Linked DNA regions of Danio rerio: region 2 is linked to region 1. Evidence: chromatin contacts called from public Micro-C data. All regions are on one chromosome and are shown on one strand. The core of a region is the stretch at or near the end of the contact, and the rest is flanking DNA. Distances in the headings are between cores, read along the strand shown.

Region 1 (6,041 bases), core at 2,950-5,449:
TGTGAAAAATGTACTTATTTATAATGAGCTGAAACAACACAATAGTTTTTTCAATACTTATTTTTTGGGAAGGACAACTTTGTTGTTTTATATTCAATCAAATTAAATTTGTAAGATCGATCAATCGATTTATGTTGGGACAACATGAAGAAATTGACACTAGTTTAGCAACTTATCTAATATCCAGAATACCAGTATTATTGAAATTAAATTTATGTTTGGGCCTTTATAGATAGACCTGTTTGCGTGAAACAATTAAAAAAAACAAAATAAAAATAAAAAGTGTTATAACAGGAAAATTAGATTTAATATTGTGAATTGATTCAAAACAGTCCAAGAACTGATTTTATGTTCCTACGCAAAAAAAAAAAAAAGATGTAGAGATATTTGTGTATTTTATTGACAGAACATCTATAAGTAAATATAGGCAGTAGTTGTTATTTTACATGCCATATTGTGTTTATTGATGCATATAAGTTTACTGTTATATTTGTAATTGCTTTGCTTATAAGATGAACATTCCTTGATTATTTCTTAGTAGATTTTTTAACATTTATGTACAAGAGAAAATATTTAAACCTTATTGACTACTTGTCGCTCAGTTTTTTATGTGAGATTTGGACAGACTATTAGAGATAATGTTTTTAACAATTACTGTTGTATGCTCATTGCGTAATTTATAATGTTATCAGAGAACTCATGGAATACTTGTGAACCCTTTTTTGGCTAAATCTAATAAATAATAATAATTCCTTACATTTACGTAGCACTTTACACACTTTTGGGGGGGAATCTCCTCATCCACCACCAGTGTGCAGAATCCACCTGGATAACATGACGGCAGCAATATTGCACCAGACCGCACACTACACACCAGCTGATTGATGTGGAGGAGACAGAGTGATGAAGCCAATTATGGGGATGGTTAGAAGGCCATGATTGACAGAGGCCAGCGGGCAAATGGAGTGAAGGACATGGAGCAAATGGATGCTGGAGCTAAACCCCTACTTTTTTTTTTTTTTTCGAAGGACATCCTGATATTTTTTAACGTCTCATGCAAAAGACGACGCTCACTAAGCAGTATAGGGGTATTATATTAATATACTGGGGTTTTATGACCCACAGAGACCACGTGTTGAGCGTCCCCTGCTGGTATCAAAACAACATTTCTGGCAGCAACCTAGCTTTCTCATGTGGTCTCCCACCCAGATACTGACCGGGTGTAGCCCTGATTAGCTTCAGGGGGTGACCATGTGCCAGTTGCAGAGAGCTAGCTGCCAGCAAGCTGGTCTACTTGTTTGGTAAAAGATAATCTCCATTACATGCTACACCATAGAGATTCGTAGGTTACTACCAGTTGTGCAAAATCGTGTTCAAAACAGATTTAATTAAACAATAATGATAAGATTATAATTTTGTGATACTGGCAACTGTTTGCGTAGCTTCTTATTGAACTACGGCTCTGTGTAGTAAATGCTGCATGTGAAAATCCAACTTTCAGTAATAATCATGTCATACTCTAAACTCACTTCATAACGTCATCATTAGAGATTTTTTTAAATAAACCCTTCTGTGAGAGGATTGAGTAGTTGTGTGTTTATTAGTAAGTAACGCTAACTTAAAGAAAGCAGGTAAAACTTCTATTTAGGATGCAAAGATATGGTAATCTACTGGGATTATTTTCTGTTGGCGTATTTGTAGTTTCCGCAAAAGAGTACACTCCGGGGTTCAAAAGAAATTTACTGCCAATCACACAACCATGCTTTCAGCAGCTTTAGTGTAATGCCGATTTCAGGCTGCTAATATTGCTACTCTGCTGCCAAGTATCGATATTAAAATGTATAAAAGATATGAAATAACTCACACTTTAAAAATGCTGGGATCCACGCAACTGCATCATGTTGTCCCAACATAAGTCAACTAAGTTAACCTAATTGTATTTATTTACAAATTTTATGAAATTAACGTTAAAAAAAATTGAGCTGTCCCTAAAAAAAAACTCAAGAATTGTGCTTATTCAGCTCATTTAAAATAAGTCGTTTGAAGAAGCAGCAAAAAAAAAATAATAATAATAAATAAAAAATATATATATTTTTTTTAATGCAGTCTTATACTGTCTGTTTACCGGCATAAGTAAACCCAGCTGGTAATGGAGTAATATCAACAACATATCAGAGGCACCACAATATCATTTTAACAAACGCAGTCTCCTACTTTTCTAACATTACGTAAAATAGTCAAGTTTTCTTGTGCGACTGAGCTGTTTAAATTACGGACAGATGACCCATTGAAATGGTGGAAATCTCAGGCATATGGGTACCCTCATCTGTCCAAGCTGGCATGAAGGTATTTGTGTTTCAGACATCCAACCTCCCTCAAACTTACAGGAGTCTTTCCCTCAAGCCGTTTAACTTTGCAAGACACTTCTAGATGTGATATTGTGAGTGCATGTTGTCAGTACTTTAGTCTTTCTGGGGCTACTACAACCACATAACCTGCTCGCTTTGTCAGGAAAATGCGCTCAAACCACTAAGACAAGCATATTCAAGCTTGTTTGACAGCTGTGCAACATTACAATTCCATAAAATATATGTGCAGTTAATAAAATTGTCCTCCATTTACAATTATTGTGACATATTGTGGATGGTTTTGTTTGATATATCATCTAGCACAAGATCAAATGGTGTTGTGATATATCTTTATATATTAACTTTTACTTAAAATGCAGGATGTCTAATTGTGGCATAGTCACAAAAACTTATGTACTAACTAAGGTTGACAAACTGTCTTATCCTTTGGATTGGCCCAATGTTCCAGCCCATGCACTTCCATCTTATGATTTGCATAATCAGTCTAGAGCTTCCTGTGTGCAATCAACACTATTAATACATTTGGAGCCAGCTCGCAACAAATGAAATTACCCATTAAATGCTCACAAGTAAGCAGGCGGCACATCACCTCTCCTACTCCTAGCCATTTATTAAATTGGCTTTTCAAAAAAAAAACTCGAAATAAATAAATTTCTAATGAAAAGACCAATTCAAATCGATACCTGTACCAAGCCACACCAAGCAACAGAGACCACTTCCACTCTCCGATGCATGATGGTGTAGGTTCATCAGGAGAGATGCGAGGTAAACAAAGCCCTCCCACAAGGTTGCAACCGTATTATTGTCCAAATGCACTCTATTAAGGCAAAAGAAACACGCTGGAACGGCTTAATCAAACTTGTCTCCCAAAGAAAATAAAGAAATCAATATAAACACAGGAAACCCTACAGTGCAGGAGTCAATAAAGATGAAAAACAGTCAATAGATCTGCACTCAGCAGTCAAATTTTGGCGCCACAAACAGACGCTGACTGAAATCTGGGGATATGGAAGGTTGTTTTACACAATCAGGCAGAAAAAATGAACATTTAGTGCCTAGCACTGAGGTTTAGATGCCTAGTCCAACTCTGAATAAACAGACACAAACCACACTTCCTTCTAATGAACAACCACAACAAGCTGTAAATCTCCAAAAACCATGTACCAAAAGTCATAGTACAACTTTAATTATTAACACCAGCGCCTCAAACAGTCAGACAGTGATTCATCTTTTTATGAATTGATAGAATAGGACACCATGTGCTTAGACACTTTGCAATTTAAAAGCTTACTTTAATCTGTGACATAAATAAACACTGATTGTTGAGAACTGACAAAGTTGGACCCGGAAACAGCACTCATTTAATAATTTAACAAGCAGATTGGAGGGAAATGTTGTTCTTACCTGTGTAACCTGCACACCAGCCCCAGGATGCCACCATAGCCAGTAACCACCTGAACATGACCCCTTCAATGTACCAGAATGTTTGGGCATCTAGAACTCTTAAAGGCTGCAGGACTATCAGGTAGAGGCAATAGGACGGGATCGCGACACAGTTATTGACAAACATGAAGGTGAAACGGAGCAGCGACTTGATTAAGATCCAAACCAATTTGCGGGCCACGTCCAGATGGGGAGCCATACTGTACTGTCCTGCCTGCAACAATAACAACAAATACAATCTCAATACTTCATATGATGTATGTTTAAATGAAGCTAGTAACACAAAATGAGCTGTCAAAAAACAAGAAATAAACTCTTGAAATATATAGAGGTGCAGCTTACGCATGTGAACTGATTTACTAACACGCATCCATTAACCTTTGTTATGAATGTGCCTGTTCATAGTGACACCCTATAAACTAGTTAGACTTTGATATCTGTGTCATGCAAAACAAACAACGAAAAACTTTGCTTCAAATTAAACTATCTTTCCCGATAAGCCTCTTGACCAAAGTGACCAAGTTCCACTTCAAGTTCCCACTGTCACGCACATTTCTATATTTGTCCTGGGTTAGGGTGTGTCACAATAATAAAGCGGTCAGCAATAATAAAAATAACTGTTATTATAATTATCCATAACACGAAAGATATCTCCAATCACTGAGATAACCTTTGATAGCACAACCTAGTATTGTTTCGGTTTAGCACTCTCCACCTCCGTCATTTTTGCTCATGTGGTTTTTATTCACTTGTTTTAAGGTCAGTCAGAATATTTCCGCTGAATGAAGGTGAAATGTTTAAAATAGGTGTTGAAGAGAGCGCTAACGCAGCTAGCACGCTACATACAGTATTAACTTCTGCTTCAACATCATCGCCCAATTTACTCCAAAACCTACACACTTGTCTACCAATTCAAACATGGACATGTAAATGAATTAACAAAACGTGATGTGTACAATCCCTGCAGTTAAATAAAACAGAAAGTGTGTCTGTGTACGCGCTGCTGTGTTAGCATGCTAAGCTAATGCAAACTCGGGTCATTAATTCAGTTTAACGGTCTCATCTAATCATTAAGATTTGTGTTATTTTCACATTACGTCTTTGTTTGATTGTTTGTTATCGCCATTAGTGTGTTTTCACGTTTATCTAATCTCCCATTGTCTGTCCTTCATATTAAGTGGCCGGTGTCTGGTTGATTCGGGTATTTAATGAGATTTGGACTAAAGTCCTTGACGGATCCGTTACCCGCCCGAGGTAGACCGGATCAAAACATAGATCCAGATTTATAGAAATGCTTTAAATGATATAAATGACCTGAAACAATCTGATGTCATTAATCCTCCAATCTTCACGTGAAAGTGTTTTCTCACCGTTTTCTAACGTGCAGCCTACTGGCGAAGCTGCAGAAGGTTCGGACGGACGGATGGTAGGTTCGGTCACATGTAGCGGACGGTGGTGATCGGTGAACCCGAGAGCTTGAGATCGTCTGATCCACGGCGTGACTCGGTTCCGAGTGTCCGTGTCCTGGTGGTCGGATGCATGCGCTTCAGTTACACACGCGCATGTTGCTGGAGTCACGCGGCCGAACCTCTGGATCTGCGATCTCAAATCCCCAAATCAAAGACACACGCCTGAAATCAGACTCGTTAGACTCATCTTTGTGTTCCGGATGAGGCGTGTCGGACATGCATTCACTGGGCCTCTCCTCCGGGATGAGGATGATGATGATCTTTGGCTCCGTTATTCTGGACCTCCTACAGGCCGCGGGCGCGCGCAGACTCAGTGAGTGCACGCGCACCAGTACCGACTCAACTCTTCTGCTGAAGAACAAGATGTCTAATATGAAGAAACAGACTGTATATTAAGCGCGCGCACTGTAGTATAGGATATACTAAAAAGGAAACAGATTCTAGAATCAAAATGAAACTAAAGGCTTTCAGGTGTTCACTGGTATTCAGCTGACATTTTGGTTTGAAAAGTTGGTCACTATGACCCCCATGTGGACAATTCAGAAACAGCATCTATCTATCTATCTATCTATCTATCTATCTATCTATCTATCTATCTATCTATCTATCTATCTATCTATCTATCTATCTATCTATCTATCTATCTATCTATCTATCTATCTATCTATCTATCTATCTATCTATCTATCTATCTATCTATCTATCTATCTATCTATCTATCTATCTATCTATCTATCTATCTATCTATCTATCTATCTAT
Region 2 (6,439 bases), core at 2,311-4,810, 170 kb before region 1:
GAATGTGCATTGTCGATAAAAAATAGACAATATTCTAAATAAGTACACTGTAAAACCTAATAAGTTAAAGTAACTCAAAGCATTTGAGGAATACAATAGCAACAAACCATTTAAGTTCAAAGACTAATCCTAATGGGTATTGTGAACTTGATCCATCTGGGTAAAGAAGCAATTTGAGCACAGTAAAACCTGATAAATAAACTCAAACCAACTTATTTTTAAAACCTAAGAAGTAAAGGCAACGTAAACAGTTTGAGGAAACCGATTGCTACAAACCGTTTGAGTAAAAAAAAACCTAATCTGAGTACCATGAACTTACTCTATTTAAGTTGAAGTAATGAAGTATTTAATGAACTCATTACCTTCAACACTGAGTTCAAAACTCTTTTCAAATGAGTGGAATTAACTTTCAGTCAATTTTGAGTTAACTACACTCATTTCATATAATAAAGTTAACTGTTGGGTTTCAGAGTGTACATTTCATATCCATTTATCTGTCTGTCAAATGGTTGACCATGTTTTGACTATTTTAAATCATGGCTGTTAAATTCATTTAAAGAATGACTGTTGTAAATATTGGTTTACACATACAGCATTGTTGGTTTACAAAAACAAATTGAAAAATATCTAGTCAAATATTATTTACCATCATCATGGCAAAGATAAAATAAATCAGTTATTAAAAATGAATATTTAAAACTATTATGTTTAGAAATGTGTTGAAAAAAAATCTTCTCTCCATTAAAAATAAACAGGGGCTTTTTTGGCCCTACTGAAAGGGTTAAAATTACACAGCAAATTCAACTTGGAGAGTTCATTTTAACACTTTATCTGTGTACTGTATGTAATCCACACTTCACACATTTTCAAAAGTGTTAACAATTTAACACCGGCTCAAGAGTTAAATATATTTATTTCTTGTTTTATCAGTAATTCTTCATATACTTTATAAATGTAAGACATACTATGCTACACGCACATTATAAAACATTAAACCCTATTTATTGTTGGTTCAGAGCTTATAAGTTGCATAATAATCCAATACAAAACATAGTTTAACATTTAATTTTTCATGAAAAACTAAATTTTATGCTGATGTGTTAACATGTAAAGCATTAGCCCTTGTAGTCATACAGAAATATTTTGTTTTTCAAAAGTAATTAAAACTTTGCCTAAAACAGAGGAAAAGCCAAAAACATTCACATTTGGTCCATCTACATATTTATTTTATATATTTTTTTAGATTTATTAATGTGTAAGTTATGTTTAAAGTGAACTTTAAAGTTGTTCTACATTTGCTTAAAATACTACCTGATATTGACAGACCACACTTACGAGTTAGTAACCACAGCAAAAATATACTTCTGTCTAAAACATTACCTGATAAAAATAAGTTTTTAGGATAAATAGTACTTTCATTTCCGCTCCCTACTCATTATTTACTCACCCTCTGGTGTTTCCTTCAGAGTTTTCTTTCTTCTGATCAGAAAGCAAGACATTTTTGATAAAATATTCGCTGTTTGTTGAAACTGTGAAATATCGACCAACTATTACAAACCAACAAAAGATTTCTTTGAGCTGCACAGCTAAAAGTATTCCACTTGGAACGCGTTCTAAATGACGTTCTAAACATCATACTGTAACTATGGTAACAAGACACCGCAAACGCCACATAATTGAGCATAGTTAAAAGCAAATATGGTTAGATGTACAAAGCCATATTAAAGGAATAAAAGCGGGTTTAAGTGTTATTAAAAACACGTTAATTATAATTTGACATTGCCCATCCCTCGGCCCTGGAGTGCCACTTGTCCTGTAAAATTTAGCTTCAACATTCCCAACGCAGAAATATGAATAAGACCTGAATTGGGTGTTTAATTGGAACTGCAGTTGTAGGCCCGGAATATTAACGTGACATTTGCAGTAAAAAATTCAAATAGAAAGTAGATGTTAACATTATAGCAACATCTATATTTTCCAAAACAACAGAGTTATGGGACCAGATATCAATATCAAATATCAATCTGTAAACATGTTTGTTCTGTTTCATTCATTCATTCATTTATTTTCTTGTCAGCTTAGTCCGTTTATTAATCCGGGGTCCCCACAGCAGAATGAGCCGCCAACATATCCAGCACGTTTTTACGCAGCAAATCCTTCCAGCCGCAACACATCTCTGGGAAACATCCATCCATACACACACACACACACACACACACACACACACACACACACACACACACACACACACACACAGACACACACACACACACATATATACACATACACTATGGACAATTTAGCCTACCCAATTCCACCTGAATGTCTTTGGACTGTGGGGTAAACTGGAGCACCCGGAGGAAACCCACGCGAACGCAGATAGAACATGCAAACTCCACACAAAAACGCAGAGGCTCGAACCAGCGACCCAGACCTTCTTGCTGTGAGGCGACAACACTACTGCGCCACTGCGTTGCCGTTTTTTTTTTTCTATTTCAAATAAGGAAAATAAACTTGCGTTATGGATGTGGCCAAAAAAAGTGCGAGTTTGCAGTACACAACATAGAAATTCTGTAAATTGAATTGCACAACCCAAAGGAAATAATGATACATCTAAAGGATAAAAGATGGCTCCCTATAAAACAAAAATTATCGACTTTATTTTATTTGACATTTTTGGATTTATGAGGAAAAAAGTCTTCTTTGTGACATCTCTCTGTTGTTATGTAAAATTGCTGCTTTTGTGACTTCAGTAGCCTAAATCAAATATAATAGTTTGAAAACATTGACAGAGACATTTCTGAGTAGCCTATTTTAAAGCACTGTAAAATACTTAGGGCTTACAAAAAATAAATAAATAAATAAAAGCAAAATTAGAAACGGTTTCTGTATTTTGATGAAAACTTAATTTTGTCATGGCACGGTTGACATTTGCATGGCATTGCTCAACTCTTATTATATACAGTTGTAGTAAGAATTATTAGCCCCCTTTGAATTTCTTTAAATGTTTTTTTTTATTTTTAATCTTTTTTTTAAATGTTTAACAGAGCAAGGAAATTTTCACAGTATGTCTGTTAATATTCTCTGGAAAAGGTATTATTTGTTTTATTTCGACAAGAATAACAGCAGTTTTTAAATTCAAATTCAAAATTATTAGCCCCTTTAAGATATATATTTTTTCGATACAAACATTTTTCGGGCTAAAAATTCTAACTTCAACTGTATGTATATCCATAAAAATCTCCCCGTCTTTCTCCATCACATTATAATAACTTAAAAGTGTTTTATGCTCAAACTCAGGGTCGAATTTTGCATGCCGCCTTCAGCTAAATATTTCTTCGAATGTGCTTTTACAGCTGATGACCACTAGAGAGAGACTTTGACCAGTTCTGTACAGTAGATTCACACCTGCAGGTACTGTGTGTTTGATTTAAAAGATAGAGAGTAAATCAATATGTTTTGGAATGATCGTCTATGGGAATGATACACATTAGTCAGGAACTTTAAGGGACAACTTTTTAGCATAATTACTGACAATATTTTACTGTAAGCAATACACATTTCATAAACAAAAAAAAAAAGATTTTTTTGTTAAACACAAAAGAAGATATTTTAAAGAATGGTGGAATTCCACTGACTTCCATAGTAATGTCATGTTCTATTATAAACGTTAATGGTAAGCAGCTTCCAACATTTTTCAAAATCAACAAAAGTGTTCAACAAAAGAAAAAAACCACTTGAGGTAGAGTAAATCGTGATGATTTTCACTTATTAAACGTATTTTAATGTTATCGAAAAACCTTGATTTTTATCTTTTTAATGATTTATCGAAACATTATTCAGTCATTTCACACTATGAAGCATTAAGGATGTAAACATTTTCATGCATATAAATTGTCAAATTTCACAACGGATGAGTGCGGAGGGGGAATTTCCAAAAAAAACAGCGAGACAGAAAGCAGAACACGGACAGGAAGCGTCAGGTCACATGTGGAGTGTGACTGTGATTCAGAGTTGGAATGTGCATGTATAAACTAGCAACGGATATTTTACACAAGAGGTGCTGTGCTGCAATACTTGATTCTGAAAGTCGCAGAAGAAAATGACTGAGCTCATCCAGTGTGCTTTTGTTAATCAGTCCTGACACAGAGAAGGTATAATGAGCCCTGCTCTGCCCTTTCGCTGTGAGACTGAGAACACATTAGCCAAAGCAAGTAAAATATATGAGAAAAACGTGGTTTTATTAAAGGGATAGTTCACCCAAAAATGAAAATCCTCTCATTTATTCATTCTATTTTTTTGTTCCAGACCTACATTGAAATTACCATTTGCTACTTGTTTAAACTTCTTCTTTAAAATAAGTTGAAAACACAATTCTTAAGGGTTTTAAGTTTTTCATGAAACTTAATTGTTTTATGTTCAATTTGCTTAATTTTGTAAAAACATAACTTAATTTCTTCATGTTGTCCCAACACAAATTGATCGTGTGGAACCAAACATTATTTACAGTGTATTTAAGTGTTTGTTTTCTATTTAACACAAAAGAAGATATTTTGAAGAATGTTGGAAAGCAGCTGTTTTATTCAGTATGTCTTTTTTTGCAGGGGTGTCATGGTGACACAGTGGATAGCACAATCACCTCACAGCATACAAGAAGGTCGCTGGTTTGAGCCCCGGCTGGGTCAGTTGGCGTTTCTGTGGGGTTTGCATGTTGTCCTGGTGTTCACATGGGTTTCCTCCGGGTGCTCCGTTTTCCCGCACAGTCCAAAGATATGCAATATAGGTGAATTTGGTATGCTGTACATGCAAACTCTCCACAGAAATGCCAACTGGCCCAGCCCGGACTCAAACCAGTGACCTTCTTGCTGTGAGGCAATTGTGGTACCCACTGCACCACCGTGATGCCTACAGTATGTTTCAAGGGTTATTTGTGATTTGTATTTTTTTTTATTTTGTTGTATTCATAATTAAGTGTTGCATAATCTGAGAAGTATAATCTGCTTTTTACATTAAGGACTACAACAAAAACCAGTTTTGATTTTAAAACTTTGTATATATCCTTGGTGGAAAGAAAATGCCGTAAAAAATGGTTCCATAATTCTATCATGCTGTCCCAACACAAAAACAATTAGGTTCATTTTAATGGATTTAACTTAAAACATTGACTTTTTCCAAAAAGAAAAAAAGAATTGTGTTTCAGTTTATTTTAAATAATTAGTTTGAACAAGCAGTATAACATTTTTTTTTTATTTTTTTTGAGTTTGTGTATTCACTTATTTTCTGTGAAAGAAAGAGAGAGAGAATAGGGAGTGAGTAATATGACAATTTCATTTTTGGGTGAACTACACTGTTACCAATTTTTTGTATAATCTATAGTAACTTTATCCATAACATTTCAGCAGTAACTTAATGTGAATCAATTACAACAAAAATACTGTATTTATACATTTATTTTGCTGTACATGTATTGGGAGTATTGTATATCCTTACTGTAAAATACAGACCTTTTTATAAAGCAACTTGAAAATACAGTAACATACTGTACTGCTCAACTGTCCTACAGAAAAAAAACGGTTCATACTACAGTTAAATACTGTGTCATTTACATGTAAATTAACAGCGTATCCCTTTAATACAACCATATGTCATAGTTCCATACAACCACACAACCATAGTTCAGACTCTCTTCCTCCATCTGGCAAACTCTTTGCACTTGATACAAACAGTGCCACTGATACACTTTGCTCTACACTAGCATCATGTCTAGACAGATTATGTCCTCTTACATCCAGGCCAGCCCGTGCCAGTCCTCCTGCACCCTGGCTCTCGGATGCTTTGCTACATTCTTTTGCACCAAAACTGCAAAAATCAGTGCTCTGTTTTCTGCACCTACAACAAACACACACACACACACACACACACACACACACACACACACACACACACACACACACACACACACACACACACACATACTATGGCCAATTTAGCTTATTTAATTCACCTAGTGCATGTCTTTGGACTTTTGAAGAAATCTGAGAAACCGAAGGAAACCCACGCCAACACGGGGAGAACATGCAAACTCCACACAGAAATGCCAACTGACCCAGCCGGGGCCGCCCCAATAATAATAATATTAATAATTTATTATTACATAGCAGTTAAGCCACTTTTTGGCAAAATAACCCAGAATGCTGGGTTAACCTATGACAACTCAATGGGTTGGGTTAAAAATAACCCATCAGCAGGTGCCAAAACGACCCATGATCTGGGTTACCTGTTAGGTTATTATTAACCCAACAATGTTTTTAAAAAATATGAATAAATATTCCAAAATGTTGAATAGAGTAAAGTAAAAATATTATTGTAAGGGGAAAAGGAAGTGTGAGAGCAGATCATGTGAGTGATGACGGTGTTTTCCAGCATCTGCTTACATCTG

What was found. Hi-C and Micro-C count contacts between places; a contact is called where the count stands out from the background.
Region 2: a Micro-C map of caudal fin shows a contact between it and region 1, with 5 times the contacts expected there. The contact joins the promoter of si:dkey-249p7.4 here to the promoter of lpgat1 in region 1. A contact is called at or near these places in 3 of 18 Hi-C or Micro-C datasets (caudal fin, hematopoietic stem cells and an unstated tissue) and 1 of 4 datasets of contacts at active chromatin or transcription factors (embryo).

Annotation. Positions count from the first base shown.
Region 1 is chr20:15,018,852-15,024,892 of GRCz12tu, reverse strand. It overlaps lpgat1 (lysophosphatidylglycerol acyltransferase 1), which reads right to left and starts at 4,199. Exons shown (of 8, transcript NM_001029958.1): 1 at 4,155-4,199; 2 at 3,774-4,026. The coding sequence starts at 4,011.
Region 2 is chr20:15,189,524-15,195,962 of GRCz12tu, reverse strand. si:dkey-249p7.4 reads right to left here and starts at 3,560. Exons shown (of 4, transcript XM_003200683.7): 1 at 1,448-3,560. The coding sequence starts at 1,499.